Linked DNA regions of Mus musculus: regions 2 and 3 are each linked to region 1. The links are chromatin contacts, called in public HiChIP or PLAC-seq and promoter capture Hi-C maps. All regions are on one chromosome and are shown on one strand. The core of a region is the stretch at or near the end of the contact, and the rest is flanking DNA. Distances in the headings are between cores, read along the strand shown. Region 1 holds the start of 1110020A21Rik (RIKEN cDNA 1110020A21 gene). Region 2 holds the start of CJ186046Rik (a long non-coding RNA gene). Region 3 has its middle 26 kb from the start of Six3.

Evidence for each region. Promoter capture Hi-C pulls out the DNA fragments that hold promoters and counts their contacts. HiChIP or PLAC-seq counts read pairs in DNA pulled down with a chosen protein or histone mark.
Region 2: a contact with region 1 is called in a promoter capture Hi-C map of embryonic stem cells, with 2.1 times the contacts expected there. The contact joins the promoter of CJ186046Rik here to the promoter of 1110020A21Rik in region 1. A contact is called at or near these places in 1 of 39 promoter capture datasets (embryonic stem cells), 2 of 484 Hi-C or Micro-C datasets (both in embryonic stem cells) and 4 of 115 datasets of contacts at active chromatin or transcription factors (embryonic forebrain, embryonic stem cells, large pre-B cells and 1 more).
Region 3: a contact with region 1 is called in an H3K27ac HiChIP or PLAC-seq map of differentiating embryonic stem cells, with 4 times the contacts expected there. The contact joins the enhancer-like site here to the promoter of 1110020A21Rik in region 1. A contact is called at or near these places in 4 of 39 promoter capture datasets (hippocampal neurons, liver, neural stem cells and 1 more), 10 of 115 datasets of contacts at active chromatin or transcription factors (the NIH/3T3 cell line, astrocytes, differentiating embryonic stem cells and 7 more) and 1 of 9 other capture datasets (macrophages).

Annotation. Positions count from the first base shown.
Region 1 is chr17:84,954,513-84,959,508 of GRCm38.p6, forward strand. 1110020A21Rik (RIKEN cDNA 1110020A21 gene) reads right to left here and starts at 2,911. Exons shown (of 4, transcript NR_027929.1): 1 at 2,688-2,911. Ppm1b (protein phosphatase 1B, magnesium dependent, beta isoform) reads left to right here and starts at 3,489. Exons shown (of 6, transcript NM_001159496.1): 1 at 3,489-3,882.
Region 2 is chr17:85,685,524-85,690,519 of GRCm38.p6, forward strand. CJ186046Rik (a long non-coding RNA gene) reads left to right here and starts at 2,971. Exons shown (of 9, transcript XR_001782258.2): 1 at 2,971-4,996. It overlaps Six2 (sine oculis-related homeobox 2), which reads right to left and starts at 2,731. Exons shown (of 2, transcript NM_011380.2): 1 at 1,870-2,731. The coding sequence starts at 2,429.
Region 3 is chr17:85,643,903-85,648,898 of GRCm38.p6, forward strand. No RefSeq gene overlaps it. Among named protein-coding and RNA genes, the nearest start is that of Six3, 26 kb to the left of the region's middle. Within about 2 kb of position 2,004, at least 27 of the 459 cell types and tissues checked have an H3K27ac peak or open chromatin away from gene starts, as enhancers often do. A contact at or near this core is called in differentiating embryonic stem cells, where this site is marked.

The DNA of each region.
Region 1 (4,996 bases), core at 1,661-4,160:
TTTTTTTTTTTTTTTTTTGAGACAGGGTTTCGCTGTGTAGCCCAGGCTGTCCTGGAACTCATTCTGTAGACCAGGCTGGGCTTGAACTCAGAGATCCCCCTGCCTCTGCCTCCCGAGTGCTGGGATTAAAGGTGTGCGCCACCACCGCCCGGCTCTACTGCTCTTTATGTGGCTCTAAAGAAAGGCATTATGGTCGGGCAAACCAAGGCTCAGGGTGTAGTCACCAGAGTACCAAGCTGTTGCAGAACCATTGTGACGGTGCTGATTGTGTGTGACATATCCCCTATCTACCACGACACATACCGCCGTTTAACCTTGTGAATCCTTTGGGGGCTTCTTTAAGGGTTTGTTGCTAAGCTTCAGTAATTCAGAAAGTTAACCTAATGGTTTTTTCGTCTGTGATCTCATTGTAGTCTTAGACATAAAACAAACAAACAAACAACAAAACCTCAGTTATGTTTTCTTACTTTTAGTGATTAAAGAGTGAGTTGTATACAATCCGCAGCCTAGTTACATCACTGAATCTCATATTGCATTTGAGTGTCTGCCAAAGGAGATCAAGAGGAAATCAAGCAGTGCGAGACAGGGCTCTGATGTCTGTCTGTGGTTGCCTGGGTTCTCGAGGCAAGGGAATCCAAGAGCCCTTATTTGTTGATCTTTAGCATGTTGATCCTTATTTTGGAAGGTGAGGTCCCGTACTTCAATCTTCTAATATAAGGTGTCCCAAGCAAAGGTGTGATTTAAAAAATATATTGTGTAAGTCATTTAAATAATTCCCAGGCTGTCGAAGATGGCTCTGCAGGGATAGGAGATTATAATCAAGTCTAATAGCCTCAGTTGTACTCTGGGACCCTACAGGATGGCAAGAACTAATTGCCCTCAGACCTCCACTGCAAACACACACACACACACACACACACACACACACACACACACAAACACTAAATGTAATTAAACCCTTCTTGATTCCATAATGAAGCCCCTTGAAGGGGTAGTCAGAGCTAAAGTGGGCTTACTTTCTTTTCTTTATTGAAGCTCACCTACAGTATGCAAAATCAGAGAAAGAAATTTTTATGGCTGTCTCCAATTCTCAGTCACTGGGTCTAAGAATTGGTGTGCCAAACCAAACCAAATCAACCAACCAAACAAACAGTCAACTGACCAAACAACCAAAACCAAAACAAAACAAAAAAATCTAGCACCCAAAGACTACTTTTAAAAATTATCTTTCGAAGTTCAATCTCCAGAATCACAATAAATGAAATAAAATTGTATTGTAGTGAGCTTTCTCCCCAGAGTGAGCTCTGGATTTTGTAGGCATGAATGTAGCTTGGAACCTCAGGTGATTCTAATTTTAGGAACCTGTTTGCCCACTATCCTGAAAAAACACCATGTGTGCTGGCTACATTCTAATGACAACTTGACACAAGCTAGAGACATCTGAGAGGAGACAAACTTTCATTCCTAAGAGCTGGCTGTGGGCTAGCCTGTAGAACATTTTCTTAAGTAGTGATTGATGGGGGTGGTGGGGGTGGGTGGGGGCAGCCCATTGTGTGCGATGCCATCCTGAGCTGGTGGTCCTGGATTCTATAAGTGGGCTGAGCGGGCCATGTGAACAAGCTAGTAACCTCTCCATCAACTCTTATCTGCAGGTTTGAGTTCTTGTTCGGCTTCCTTCAGTGATGGGCTACAGTGTAAGTCCAATAAACCCTTTTCTACTCAAGTTGCTTTTTGGTTGCCATGGTGTTTCATGGTCCCAATAGAAACCTTAAGACAGAGTTCTTAAACTTGAAGTTCCAGAGAAATCTGAATTGCAACCAAATGTTTATTTCCGCCAGTTTCACTTTGGAAATTGCTTCAGAAATATGTCCTTCTTTTCAAAGCTGAATTTGCACTCCCTTAGGTCGGTCTAAACCTAAGTTGTCCCAACTAACTTATACCTAAGTATGAATAAGATCGAAAACGTCTTTCAAAGACTTGAGCGAGTTTAAAAACTCTTCAGGTGAGCGCTTAAGTGCCCCATTACACTTTGATCTGGAAGAATTAACCTGGTTCACTTTCTAGCTCAATGTGGTTACTAGATGACCGTTTTCTCCCGGCCTTTGTGAAGCCTTCCGAGTAATCATACCCAGAGGGAGACTCCTTTATGTCATCATTACCCTTTGCAGACGTTCAATGATTACCTACCATTCCCAGTCTGGGACTGCCTGCCTTACTTTTGTATCTCCAGTTCTACCTACCACGCTTAGCAAAATGCAGGTGCTCTTTAAGAGAGGAATGACCTAGTGAATGTCAAGAGCCTAGACAGGAGTTTTAAAAATCAGACTCAGAAACAAAACACGGAACTGCCAAGGGCTGGAAGGCAGGAGGTCGAGGTAAATAAGAAGAACGAACAATCTGAACCATTGCAAAATCATCCCGAAGGGATCTCCTGTCCCATTTTCTCAAGTGGCTTTTCAGCCTTCTCAACTTCCCGCCCACTCTCCCCTGCTGGAGACAGGTCATGCAGGTATCCCAACAATGAGGCTCTGATTGGTCAGAGATGATTTCATTGTTAGGGAACATCCGGGCTCTTTCCCTCCCTGCATCACCTCCCCAGAGCCCTACGCGCCCAGTTTTGCACTCTCGCGTGCGCCCCACCCGTAGTTGAAGCAAAACAACGCCTCTCTCCAGGCCCTTTCTCGAACCTTTCTGAGCTCTTCCTTCACAGCTCTATGCCAAAGAGAGGCGGCCACTTCTTCCAATGAGGGTCTAGGGGCACTTCTCTGGCCAATCAGAAGCCGGCTCTCTCCACTCCGGGTGGGACCAATTTCCACCTATAACTGGACTGCCCGTTGGTTTCTTTATGGTGTTCGTTCTCCGCGAAGTGTAGAGGTCAGAACTGCAGGGTCCGCAGACTCGGGGCTTGGCCATCTACGAATACTAGCCAATCCCTTTTAGGATACTTTTGCGCGTTCATTTAAAAAAAGCCGAAGTGACGGACTTGGAAATTGGTTTCTTGACGGACAAGTAGAGGAAGCCAATAGTCGGAGGATCAGGCCGCCATTTGAACCAATCAGAAAAGGATATCGGTCTTCGAGTTGGGGCGTAATTTGACTGACGGAGGACTCTACCTATGGCTACTAGGGTGGGCAGGTCGGTGACGTCAGGAGTTAGGGCAAGGCGGAGGTGGGGCTGAATAAAGTAAATGGTAATGAAGGGTTGGGCCTCACTGGTGGGCGGTGTGTGATGGATAGTTGACCTTGCCAATTAAGGTGGGCACTGACGCCCAATGAGAAATTAAAGACTCAGAGGCGGGGCCGTGTGGGCGGGGAAAGAGAAGCACAGAAGATACTAGGGGCCAGGTTGGGCGGGAGAACGTAGATTGACAGGCTTCTCAGCAAACCGAGGGCAGCGGTGACACACGCGGCGTCCCAATGGGTGCCCTTGGGGGGCGGAGCCCGAGGAGGGGCGGGGAAAGACGGCGGTGCGGGGAGGGGAGGGGGGTTGCAGAAGGAGCGGAGCGGCCGCTGCTCAATGGCGGAAAAGCCGCTGGTGCTCTGACCGCCTGGTCCCCCCTGGCAGTTGCGGGGGAGTTTCCTGCCGGCGCGGCTGGAGTCTCTGTTTCTCCGTGTCCGGTGGCTGGAAGATGCTCCAGAGAGATCAGGCTGCGGCGGAGGAGGTGGCGGCGGCCGAGTCGGCAGCGGCTCTGGGTTGGAGAGAAGGCGGCGGCGGCGGTGTGAGGGGCCGGACGGTGTAAACAGCTCGGGCGGCGGCGGTGGCCGAGCCCCCGAGGGCGAAGCGGCGGCGGAGGCGGTGTCGCGTCTCGGGAGAAAGCCGGGGGCCGCGGGCGGCTGTGCGGCGGGCGAGCCCGCGAGACCTCCCTTTCTACCTTCGCCCCAGGTAAGGCCGCTTTGCGCCCAGCCGAGTGGGGGAACGGCCGTCCGTCCGTCCAGCCTGCTCTCGGAGCACCGGGCTAGGCCCAGGGCCTGGGCTGCCGCCGCCGCCTCCGCTTGCGCGCGAGGCTTCGCGGGGCGCGGCGCGGCGAGGGAGTAGTTTGCCGGGGCGCGTGGAAGTCCGCTGCTTCCCCTCGCGCCGCGGCGTGCAGGCAGCGCCCATGGGCGCGCGGGCCACCCCAAGGCCGCGGCTCACCCAGTCCTGCCCGCCGCTCCGGAAAACACCTTTCGGTGTGGCTCTCTCTCCCGGTCGCTTTCTGCCCTCCCCTGCGCTCCGCTCTCCTTTCTTGTGAAATCTTTCTGGTTTTTCTGTCTGTGCCTCTCCGGGCCTCCTTCCCCCTCCTGTGCTTTAAACCGTTTGTCTTGCTCCTCTTAGCCAGACTCGGGGGTTCGTGTCTGTGTGTTGCCCACCAACCACGGTCCGAAAATTTCGGGTGTCGTGCTTAACAATGGGCTTCTTAAATGAAATTACTATGAACTCCATCTCAAGTTTACATGAATTCCATTAAGAATAGACTGGACAGTATTATGTGATCGGTCATTACTTTTTATCTTTAAAAGCCTTTAAGGAAAGAAAGTATCATTAAGCATAGCTGAAAAGAACCCTGAAATAAACTTATATAAATGAAGGGCTTGGTGAATGTTAGAGCCATTTCTTCATTTTTTAAAAAAGTTGCATGACCTCTAATACCAGTTTTAGCACCTCTAGGACGTTTGCCCATCTTATTTGGCAAAAAATTGCCTCTTAAGGATTTGATAGCTGCCCAAATTCATCAGTATTCAAGCGCTTCTAAAAACAACTTGGAAACTTAAAAACAACTAAGAAGTTGTTTTGGTAAGTCACACAGAACTTTTAAAATAGGCCCCACATGTTTAATGTATCAAAATAAAACTGGCAGGAGTCTTATAAAGGGATTATTAGGGAATTTGGGTTGTCTTCATGTTATGCGGCTATTTTGGGAAAAACATTCTTTTTCTGTTAACAAACGTTTATAGCTCCTGTGATGTGAGAGTTAACTGAAGCTTACTGTGGGATTAGCACAGGAACTCTTTATGTTGAG
Region 2 (4,996 bases), core at 1,721-4,220, 730 kb after region 1:
AGGAGGAAAGGAGCGGGGTCAGGGGGAACCAGGGCCACTCTGCGCTGACCCTCAGGATGCCAGCACCTGGGGCCCCGCTGCGGTTGCTAAAGGGTGTTTGCTGTTTCTACCATTCCCACACTTGACTTCTTGTTCTTAATTGCGTTCTCAAACCCTCAACACTAGTTTTCGCTTGTCCCTCTCCCTGTATCAGCCCATGTCCTTAATGTCATGACTACCTTTCCTGTTCCCAGTATTTCCTGTCCTGTCTCCCACCCCATTCCTTAAGAGAGCTGCGGCACCAAAGTGGGGAGCCTGGAGTTGGGAGAAGTGAGGGAAAATACCGTACAAACGAGCTTTGCTGGGTAGAAGTGGGGAATAGAAGCTTCAGATACAGCGAGCCCAGGCTGAGGGGCCCACTTCGACTTGGGTGAGCACAGGCCTAGTTTCCCTTTGCCTTTCTCTGCGCGAGGGAAACCCCTCCCTACTGAGACTATGATCCCTAATTCCAAGCTGAGCAGGAGCTCATTTGACTGGGCAGAAAGATGGGGCTTTGAGAATGGAGGACTCCTTTTCCCTAGGGGAGAAGGTAGAAGGAAGGGCAGGGTGCTGAGAGCTGGCTCAGATCGTAGGCAGAAACAAGGAGGCACAATCTGTAGCTCTCACCTGGGGCCTAGTCAGGAACCCCAGCCCTTATGGAGCCTGACAGAGGAGAACCCATCGCAGATGAATCCACCTCTTGCCTGCTTTTGCGGACAGTCCCTGACCAGATATGGGTATTTGAAATCCTGGGTAAAACCTATTAGTGGATTCCTAACGGCCATTCTTTCAGATTTCTTGGGGTGGGGGGTGGGGGAATGAGCAAGACATCATCGCCATTCAAAGTCAAACTTGGGGATTTCAAATACCCAGGTCCAGTCTGCAGCTTGCTCTTCTGCCCCTACTGTTCGATACCCTGACCCTGGATCCTTCAAACGGTGTTCAACACATCCACATCACCTAACCCAGGTGTCTTGTTTTGCTGTTCCCCAAGGAGAAATCCGTTCCCATAATCCGTTTCTCTCCGATCTCGATCCCCTAGTTTCCTTGTCCAGATTTAAGCCCAAAGCGGGTTACAGACAGTTACAGGGGTGTCTGTAGCTTAGGTTAGTTTGGAAAGTCTTAGATTCCGATAGAAAAGAAAGCTCCCAGTCTTTCGGCAGATCCCAGTTTACCTCGCACACCCGACTTGCCCATCAAAGAGAGCAGAACCTAAGGAGAGCGAGGTCTTCAAGGGTCTGGCAAGTTCAGGAAAGGCAGGCTGGATTGCCTTCTCTTCCTCAGCAGACATTTCCCCCGGAGGCCTTACATCTTTGGGTCCTTTCTACGCGGGATAACTCCCAACTCTCTTGTGCCCAGCTCTTATGCCCAGACAAGGAATAGGTCTACCTTGCATAGATATTGCAGTCATTACCCAGATAATACTAGGGAGATTCCAACCCCTGCCCTGACCCCTAAAAATCTCTTTGACCTGGAGGTGACGTCCTAAACCCCCTGATCCCCGACGCCCTTGGTTGTTCGAAGATCAGGCCCTAAGCCTACGCTTACCTCGCAGGGAATTCAGGCCCACAGCCCTGCCCTCTCTGAAACTCGCCGTTTTTCCAGTTTAGTCCACAAGCGACTGAGGAATTAGTTACTGAACTTACGCACCGCTTTGCCCGCTTTAGACAAATTCCGGGTCGCTCAGCCTCCAGAAAAGACCTAAGCGCTGTTTTGAGCCAGCCTGAGCTGCGGCCGAGCTTGGTACCCGGGGTCCGGGTGCGATTTAGTCCTGTCCAGGAGCTCCCCATCCTCCCGCACCCGTTTCTCCCAGGACCAGGGAAGCCGGCGCAGATGCTCACTTACTCGTACCTTTCCTTGGCCTCGGCCGCCCTGTCGCGCTGCCGCCGGTTCTTGAACCAGTTGCTGACTTGCGTGGTGGTGAGGCCGGTGGCCTCGGCCAGCTCGCGCTTCTCTCGTGGCGACGGGTAGGGGTTGTGAGCGTACCACTCGCGCAGCACGCTGCGGCTCTTCTCCTTGAAGCAGTAGCTGGTCTCCTCGCCGTCCCAGATGGAGCGGGGCAGCGGGAACTTGCGCCGCACGCGGTACTTGCCCACGGCGCCCAGCGGCCGGCCGCGCAGCTTCTCCGCCTCGATGTAGTGCGCCTTGAGCCACAACTGCTGCAGCTTGGCGTGGTTGTGCGGCGAGAACTGGTGGCTCTCCAGGATTTTGTAGAGCTCGCGGAAGTTGCCCCGGTGGAAGGCCACCACGGCCTTGGCCTTGAGCACGCTTTCATTCTTGTGGAGGTGCTCGCAGGCGGGCAGCGACCACAGGAAGCGACCCAGCCGCTCGATGTTGCCGCCCTGCTGCAGCACCTCGCACACGCACGCCACTTGCTCCTGCGTGAAGCCGAAGGTGGGCAGCATGGACATGGTGGCGGCTGCGCGCCCGCCCGCCCGCGCGCGCCCTCACCGCGCTTCGCGGCCCCGCATGGGCGCCTCCCCGCCGGCCCCGGCCGGCCGACAGGCGGGCGGGGCCCCCTGGCCAGGCGCCGGCTCCCGAGCGACTCCTGAGTCACAACGATCCGTCCTCGCTCCCGCCGCCGGCCCCGCGCAGCTCCGCGCCCCCGCCGCCCGCGCGCCTCGCCCGCGCCCAAGCCCGGAGGCCGCCCGGGGCGCCGCTCCGCATGCTCCGCGCCCGCCCGCCGCTCGCTCGCCGGCTCCTCGCTCGTTCGCTCTCCCTCCCGTCTAGCTCGCTTGCAGCTTTTTTAATAATATTATTCTAAGCGGGCATGAGGCGCGGCGGCCCGCGCCCTGATTGGTCGGGTTATCTGACCCGGGGCCTGCCCGCGCCAGACAATAGTCGAGTCAAATTATTCGCCATGGAGACGCTGTCAGTCACCGGTAACCCGAGCCCCGGCGGCCCGGGCGGCTCCCACCCCCGCCCCCCTCGGCCAGCTCCGCTGACAGATCGCCCCGGCTCTGCACAGAGCGGAGGTTGGCCGAGACGGGAGCCCCAGGCACTCCCAGAGCCCGGGAGGCGGAGAGGAGCCGGGCTGGGGCCCCGAGACGGCGGTGATTGACGGGGCGGACGCCCAAAGAGCAGAGGAGGAGGAGGACCCCGAAGGAGGGGGCTGGGTGGGGGCCCTCGAAGAAAAGAGGAGGACCGAAGTGGGGAAGGAAGGGAGTAGAAGGGAAGGCGGAGGACCGTTTAAGGGGGTGCCTTTCAGGAAAGGAAAAGAGGGGGACAGAAGGAGCCTTCAAGAGAAAAAGTGTGAGACACCCCTCCCTTTTTTTTTAAATAAGAGGCGTCGCAACAGCCTCACCCAGGCTTCGCCAGGTGCTCCAGCTCCGGCTGGGTCACTGCGTCGCTCGGAAGGTCGCAGCTGACAGGCAGAGACACTAACCCAGGAGGAGGTCAGTGGGATGGAGAGTTTGGATTCTCTTAGGGGGCCTCTGAAAGGCTTGGCTTTTCTAGCTGACAACACCCCACCCCCATGCAAGAAACCCGGGACCCGAGATGTCTATCCCCTAGGGAAAGGGGGAGGAGGTGGGGAGAGAAGTCAGAGATTTGGCAGTGGCCGCAGCTGGACGCCTGAGAATCAACTTCCCGGAGGATCCCGCCTTTCCTTCCTTTCGCAGCAGGCTGCTTGCCCCGCGGCCGGTACCGCCCCCACTCGGCGCGATCTGCTCCTCGCCAGGCGGGGACTCAGACTTAACCCCACGGGGCCCAGGACCCGAGAAACTCCCGGCAGTCTCGTGTGGCCTTTACGGAAGTTGAATCTTGCAAGGGCGGCGACACAAAACAGGGGAGCCCGCATAGACCCGCAGACTGCCCCGGGGAGCCCAGGGCAGCGTGTGTAGGGTAATTGTCGCACTTCCCGGGGTGGGGGTGAGGTGCACAGAAGAGACTGGATTTACCAGCTTCCTGTCTCCCTACTTCTGGGCTCGGGTTCCTGGTCTCTTCTGCCTGAGAACCCAGCGCTAAGTTCCGGCAAGATTGGCCTTAGAAAGTGGGTAGGAGGAGCCCTGCTTTTTGTTTCTTTGTCAGAACTCCCCCAGAACATACGAAGTGCTGGTCCTTTGGAAAAATCCAAGCAATAGAAGGTTAGGGGTGCACTGGAGGGGTGGGGTCAGGGACATCCCTGAAGTTTCCAGAGTTTGAAAGGCCCACGGCTTATTTCTTGGCAAGGCTTGTCCTTTGGGCATCCATTCCGCCCTTTCCCACCCAGCTGCAAGCTCCTAGTGACATTCAATGCCAAGATCCAAGGAGGCACAGACCATGCTAAAACCTCTAGACCTCGTTTTGTTAACAACCCTGTCAGCTTTCTAAGGCGATGGAGAGGCAGATATTGAAAATGGAGTCCCGAGCCTAAGCGTTGGTTTCTGGTTGCTGGTTGTTTATGGGTAAGGTACATATTTATTTATTTAAGGATCCAGCATCATTTCCCAAACTTCCCCTCTGCTCCAGAATGCCACAAGTCTTTCTGTGATGATGTAAGCATGGGAGAGATGAGCACTGTGGCTTTCCCTAAGACTTTAGCTCTGGGAGCCCTGTCCTTTATCTTGAGTTGAAAACAGAAGACTGCCTAAGTTGGTGCTAAGCCAGCACCTGAACAAGTTACTGCAGAAATCCAGATGTCATCTTTGTGGACTTCCTCTGTGGGTAGGGCAGACTCTAGTGTGTTCAGGCTGCCCTGTTTGACATGGATGCCCTTTAGTGAGCTCTGAGGATTCCAGGGGACCTGGGAAATATATTACCCAGACTGCCCGGAGGTTCTAGAGCACAGCTTGCTGCTAAGAGTGACCAGAGTTTAAAGGATTCAGCCGACCAGAAGATCCCAGCTCTGGTCACAGCCACCACAGTTTGTTTGTTTTGTTTTTGTTTGATAAAAGAAGGCCAGAGAAGGAAAGACATCCATTGGTTGGGTGCTAGACCAGTTAGTCACTTCCTGGTGTAAGACTCTGGGCCCATTTCCCGGTTAGCTGGGGCCTCAGTG
Region 3 (4,996 bases), core at 754-3,253, 690 kb after region 1:
CACCCACATGGCTGGGAACATCCCTGAGTGGACAGGTTGTACAGGAAAACATGGAAGGCAATCTCAGACAGAGAGGCAGACCCTCTGGAGCCACATCAGGAGCACCTCGGGGGTGAGCAGTGGTTCCAGGAGCGGACACTTGTGAGTGGAAGCATTGTACCACCGCACGAGGTATTCACTGTGGATGGAGAATGTCGTGGGGCTCCTTACAACCTCCCAGAAGCAACAGCATTTCTTGTGCACTTCCTCATCTATTAAGAACCCTGCAGCAGATGGGTCTTGGGAACCTGTCCCCTGACACTGACTTTGACAGCTGCACATTCCGGACTATCCTGGTTTGTCCCGTCAATACTATACTACACACCACTTATCCCCAAATTGCCCTCCTGCACTGTGTGTGTATCCTCGCCTGCCACCTCCACCCTCTGTGTCACTAACAGTTTTATTTCTGTAATGGTTGAGTTTTATTTTGTGGGAGGCATAAGAGGAGCACACATGGTCAGATCTTTCTTCTCAGCTCCTGGTAGAGCCCTACTTCTTCTGTCTTACCCATTACAAGTATCGTCCACTCTGCAACAAGAGCAAGCAAGGGTTCTGCAGCCCACTGGTTCTTCTCCCGTTTTTTGAGACACAGCGTTGTGTAGTTCAACCTACCTTGAGCTCGATAAATAGCCAAGAATAACCTTCAACATCTGTTATTCCTACTCCTGCCTCTCAAGTGCTGGTTTTACAGATGTGGGCTTTTCCCATGCTAGGCAAACACTTTATCAACTGGACTACATCTCTGGCCTCCTGATTTAAAAAAAAAAATTAGGGAGTGAGGAGATGGCAGGATCTCCTCATATATTCTTTGCTTGCCTAGAACTCTAGGTAGACCAGGCTGAGGTTGAACTTACAGAGATCTGTCTGACTGCCTCCTGAGTACTAGGATTAAAGCTGTGTGTCACCAGGACTGCCCTAACATTTTATTCATTTTTTTTAGTGTGTGTTGCCTGTATGCATGTGTGTGTATGTACGCATGCATGCATACATGCATGTATGTGTACCATGTATGGGCAGTATCCTCCAAGGCTGGAAGGCATGGTATTTTCTAGAACTAAAGTTACAGAGGTTGTGAGCACCTTGTGGGTGTTGGCTGGGGACTGAGCGCCAGTCCTCTGCAAGAGCAGCAATTCGGTATTTGTAGCTATTGAACCACCTCTCTCACTCCCAGCCTCCTGATTCTTAAACTAGTGCATGCATGTGTTTCATACAACCACTGTCCAGGATTCCTTGTAGATTGGTAACCCACAGCCCTCTGGGATGCGGCCCTTTTTCAGGTCACCTCTGGAAAAGGCAGGCTTTGTCTTCTGTAATCTGATGTGAACAGGCCTCTTGGGGACTAGACCTCAGGATGATTCCACAAAGATCGAAAAAGAGTCTTCAAACAAAAGTCAAGACTCTAAAACCAGAAGCTAAAGTATGGGAGAAATGAACCACGGTGGGGACGCTCCACCTGAAAGGCGCCTGGCATGCTGTCTTGCCTGGACAAGCTGGGCTGCTGTAAATCTTGGCAGTGATACTCAGGCCCACACTGTAGGTTTTCTTCCAGCGAAGTCTGGAAGCCTTTGTCCCAGCTGCAATTTGAGGAACAGTGCCACCTGCGAAGGAGTGAAGAATTTGGTTTAATTCTTATTGGTGGGGAGGTCGGGGGTGTGGGCGGGGTGGGGGTGGCGGTAAGCTCTTCCCAGGGAGGTCTGAGTACTTCCTGTTTCCTTCCCTTCGCTCTTTCCCCCTTTTTCCTTCTGCGCCCCCTCTCTTACTCGCCCCCCCCCCCCTTTCTTTCTGTCTGCTGATTGCCTTTCTATAGAGTCAGGGCGCAGTTCTTTCAAGGGGCTGGGTACGGAGTGACAGGCCCCTGGCGGGAGCAGGAGGCAACACTGGGTGTCCTACCCCCATAAGTGCGGTGGCCTCCGCCTGGGCAGATGCAGCGCCTCCCGCATTGTTCCGTCCTGAAGACGAGCAGCTGCCGCGCTAATTGCCACCAGCAGGGGTCCGCGCGGCGCTCACCCTCCTCCTGACGATTAGGAGGCCGCCCAGGAGGGAGGTTTTCAGGAGCCAGTGTTGCGCATTATTCCAGGAATTTTAAACACTCGTTAAAGGCTTTGCCGTGTCTCACTTCAGTACACATCATGCTCCAGTTACTGCTCGCAACCGCGGGGGCATCAGTGCGGGCAGCACTTATCAATATTTTAGCACGAGAAAGGCAAATGATGTTGAAACATTGAACTATATTTCCATCTGTTCAAACTGAAATGGGACAAGCGCAGCTCAGGAAATGGAATACCTCCTCCCCAGCTGCCTCTGAGGCAGCAATACCCACTGGCCTGGCCTCAGCCCCGGCCTTCGTTTCTCCTCCATCTTCTCACTTGGTCCTAGCCTTCATAACCCGTGGGTAAGTTCCAAGGAGTTGAACATCGCACACGAGTGATGGTTTGTCTGCAGAATGACAGAAGGTGGTAGAACCCCCGAAGATTCTGGATGTGCACAGTGTTAACATGCTAATGTGGGCCTTTGTCATGGACTGAAGGAGGAGAGTTGCATCCAGTGTGCCTGCCTATTGGAGTTGGGGCACTTCCCTGCACCGGTCCGACTCAGAGGCGCCTACAGACTGACTACCCCCTCTGCAGGAGAATCTGGGTGAAGCATGATGGCGCAGGCTTCTAATTCCAGTTCTTCCCAAGGTTGAGGGAGGCTGAGGTGTACAAGGCCTGCCTGAGCTGTAGAGTTCAAGCAAGACCCTGTCATAAAACTACAAGGAGGTCAGGGCTGTAGATCGCCATAAAAGCTTGCTTAGCTTTATGTGAGGCCCTGCATTCAAGTCCCAAACATTAGAAGAAAACAGATCATATCCAGAAGTTAAACCTCGAGGTAAAGACCATTAAGAAAAAAAAATGTGTGTGTTGTATTTTTGTTTCTCCTGGAATAAAACAAGGTTGATTGACAGGTAAGAAACCTGAGGAATATTGGCACAGTCTCTAAGGATCCGAGAAGTTTCTGTACTATGGAAAGAAAAATGTGAGCCCTGAAACAGGTTCTCTCAGAGATTTAGGGACCCCTGAGTAGAAACTCCATGAGGTGCCCCCAAAGGCCAGAGAATCGCAAGACTCAAGGAATTCTCTTCCCTTTCGCCCTGGTCCCTAACTCAGAATGTGGAAATGCCTTTTCTAACTTCCCCTGCAGACTCTGACATCTTCCTTTGAAGCTGTCTGATTCAATTTTATTCATGTTCAGGATAAGGATGTGAAGAGGTGGTCCAGAGCCTTCAGGATCCACATTGCTGATCAGAGGCACTGTGGGTGGCTCTCAAGTCTTAACTGAGGACATTTCTGATGCTGGTTCTGATGCTGGACCTGATGCTGGTCCTGATGCTGGACTTGATGCTGGGCCTGATGCTGGACTTGATGCTGGGCCTGATGCTGGTCCTGATGTTGGACCTGATGCTGGACCTGATGCTGGACCTGATGCTGGGCCTGATGCTGGGCCTGATGCTGGGCCTGATGCTGGGCCTAATGCTGGTCCTGATGTTGGTCCTGATGCTGGACCTGATACTGGCAGCCAGGCTGGTGGCACCTTGCCTTCTGATGAGGGCATTTCTATCGTGAGAACTGGAGTGGTAGTGTTGTGGTGTCTTGTGAGAGAATGAGATAGGATAAGGAGACGGGGCTGGGGAAGGCAGAGGACACACTGATTTCATCTATCCCTCGCTTGCAGGCAGGGCCATTCACATCCCTGGCCAGGTGGAGGAGAACCATTGCCATAGTCTTTAGAGATGAGTGCCTTCTCTTTAGAGAGCTTTTGTAGTTTGAACAGGGGGCAAACATTAGATCCAGGACACTAAATTATATCTGTTAGAGCCTGAGATATAAATATTAAATCCACTAAACTTATGAGGAAACTGGGAATCTGGTAGACTAAATTGCATACCAGATGACACACCTAAGGTCACCGTGTTGCATATCCAGAACCAGAACTTAAATTTATATATCTTCAAAGTCTGTGCTCTTTTTTAATTCAGGTGCTCCATGTAGCCTCAATGTCAAGGGCCAGGGTAGAAAGTAGCAGGCAGAGGTAAGGTGGGACTTTCTGCAGACCAGAGGCAAGAGACATCATGGGTTTAGAAGTATTGCTCTTTCAAAGGTATTAACATATGGCTGGTCCACAGCTAGACGAATCTGGAAGTGCAGAAGAAATGATCTCTTCAAAGCAGGAGCATCAGCTAGCTGCTCAAAGAGAACAAGGACGGCTGAAGGATGAATTCAGGCTGACCTGAAATTGAAGGTGAAGGTCTAGAGACCATCATACAGGTGGGGGACTGACTGGTAGCCAACATTTCAGGGGTTCAACAGACTCGTGCATCCCAGACAAAGGATGAGAGCACATGGTGAGGATGGAGCAGCTGGAGTAGACCCAAGTTTCTCAGGATTTCCGAAATATGCCCAGTAAACAGAGCCATTAAAGTCACATAAATGAAATATGTCAAGATATGACATAGATGGGATTGTTTTAAAGAATTTATATTTATTTTATGTATATGAGTACATTGTAGCTGTCTTCAGACACACCCAAAGAGGGAATCGGATCCCACTACAGATGGTTGTGAGCCACCATGTGGTTGCCCGGAATTGAACTCAGGACCTCTGGAAGAGCAGTCACTGTTCTTAACAGCTGAGCCATCTCTCCAGACCCCTAGACGGGGAATTTTTAAGCAGGAAATGTAATCTGCTGACACTTTTTGGTTTCACATGCAGCCTTTGAAGTATTTAAGCCTGGCCTGTAGGACAGTCAGCTTATGTCAGGCAATTCAGCACTGGAAACTGAGGATCTACTGTGCCCTAGACATCACTCCAACTTGGGTGGCATCAGTGCACACAAACAATTAAGGATCTGTGTCTTCGTGGCAAGGGAGATGGACAGTGTCTTAGTCGGGGTTTCTAATCCTGCACAAAACACCATG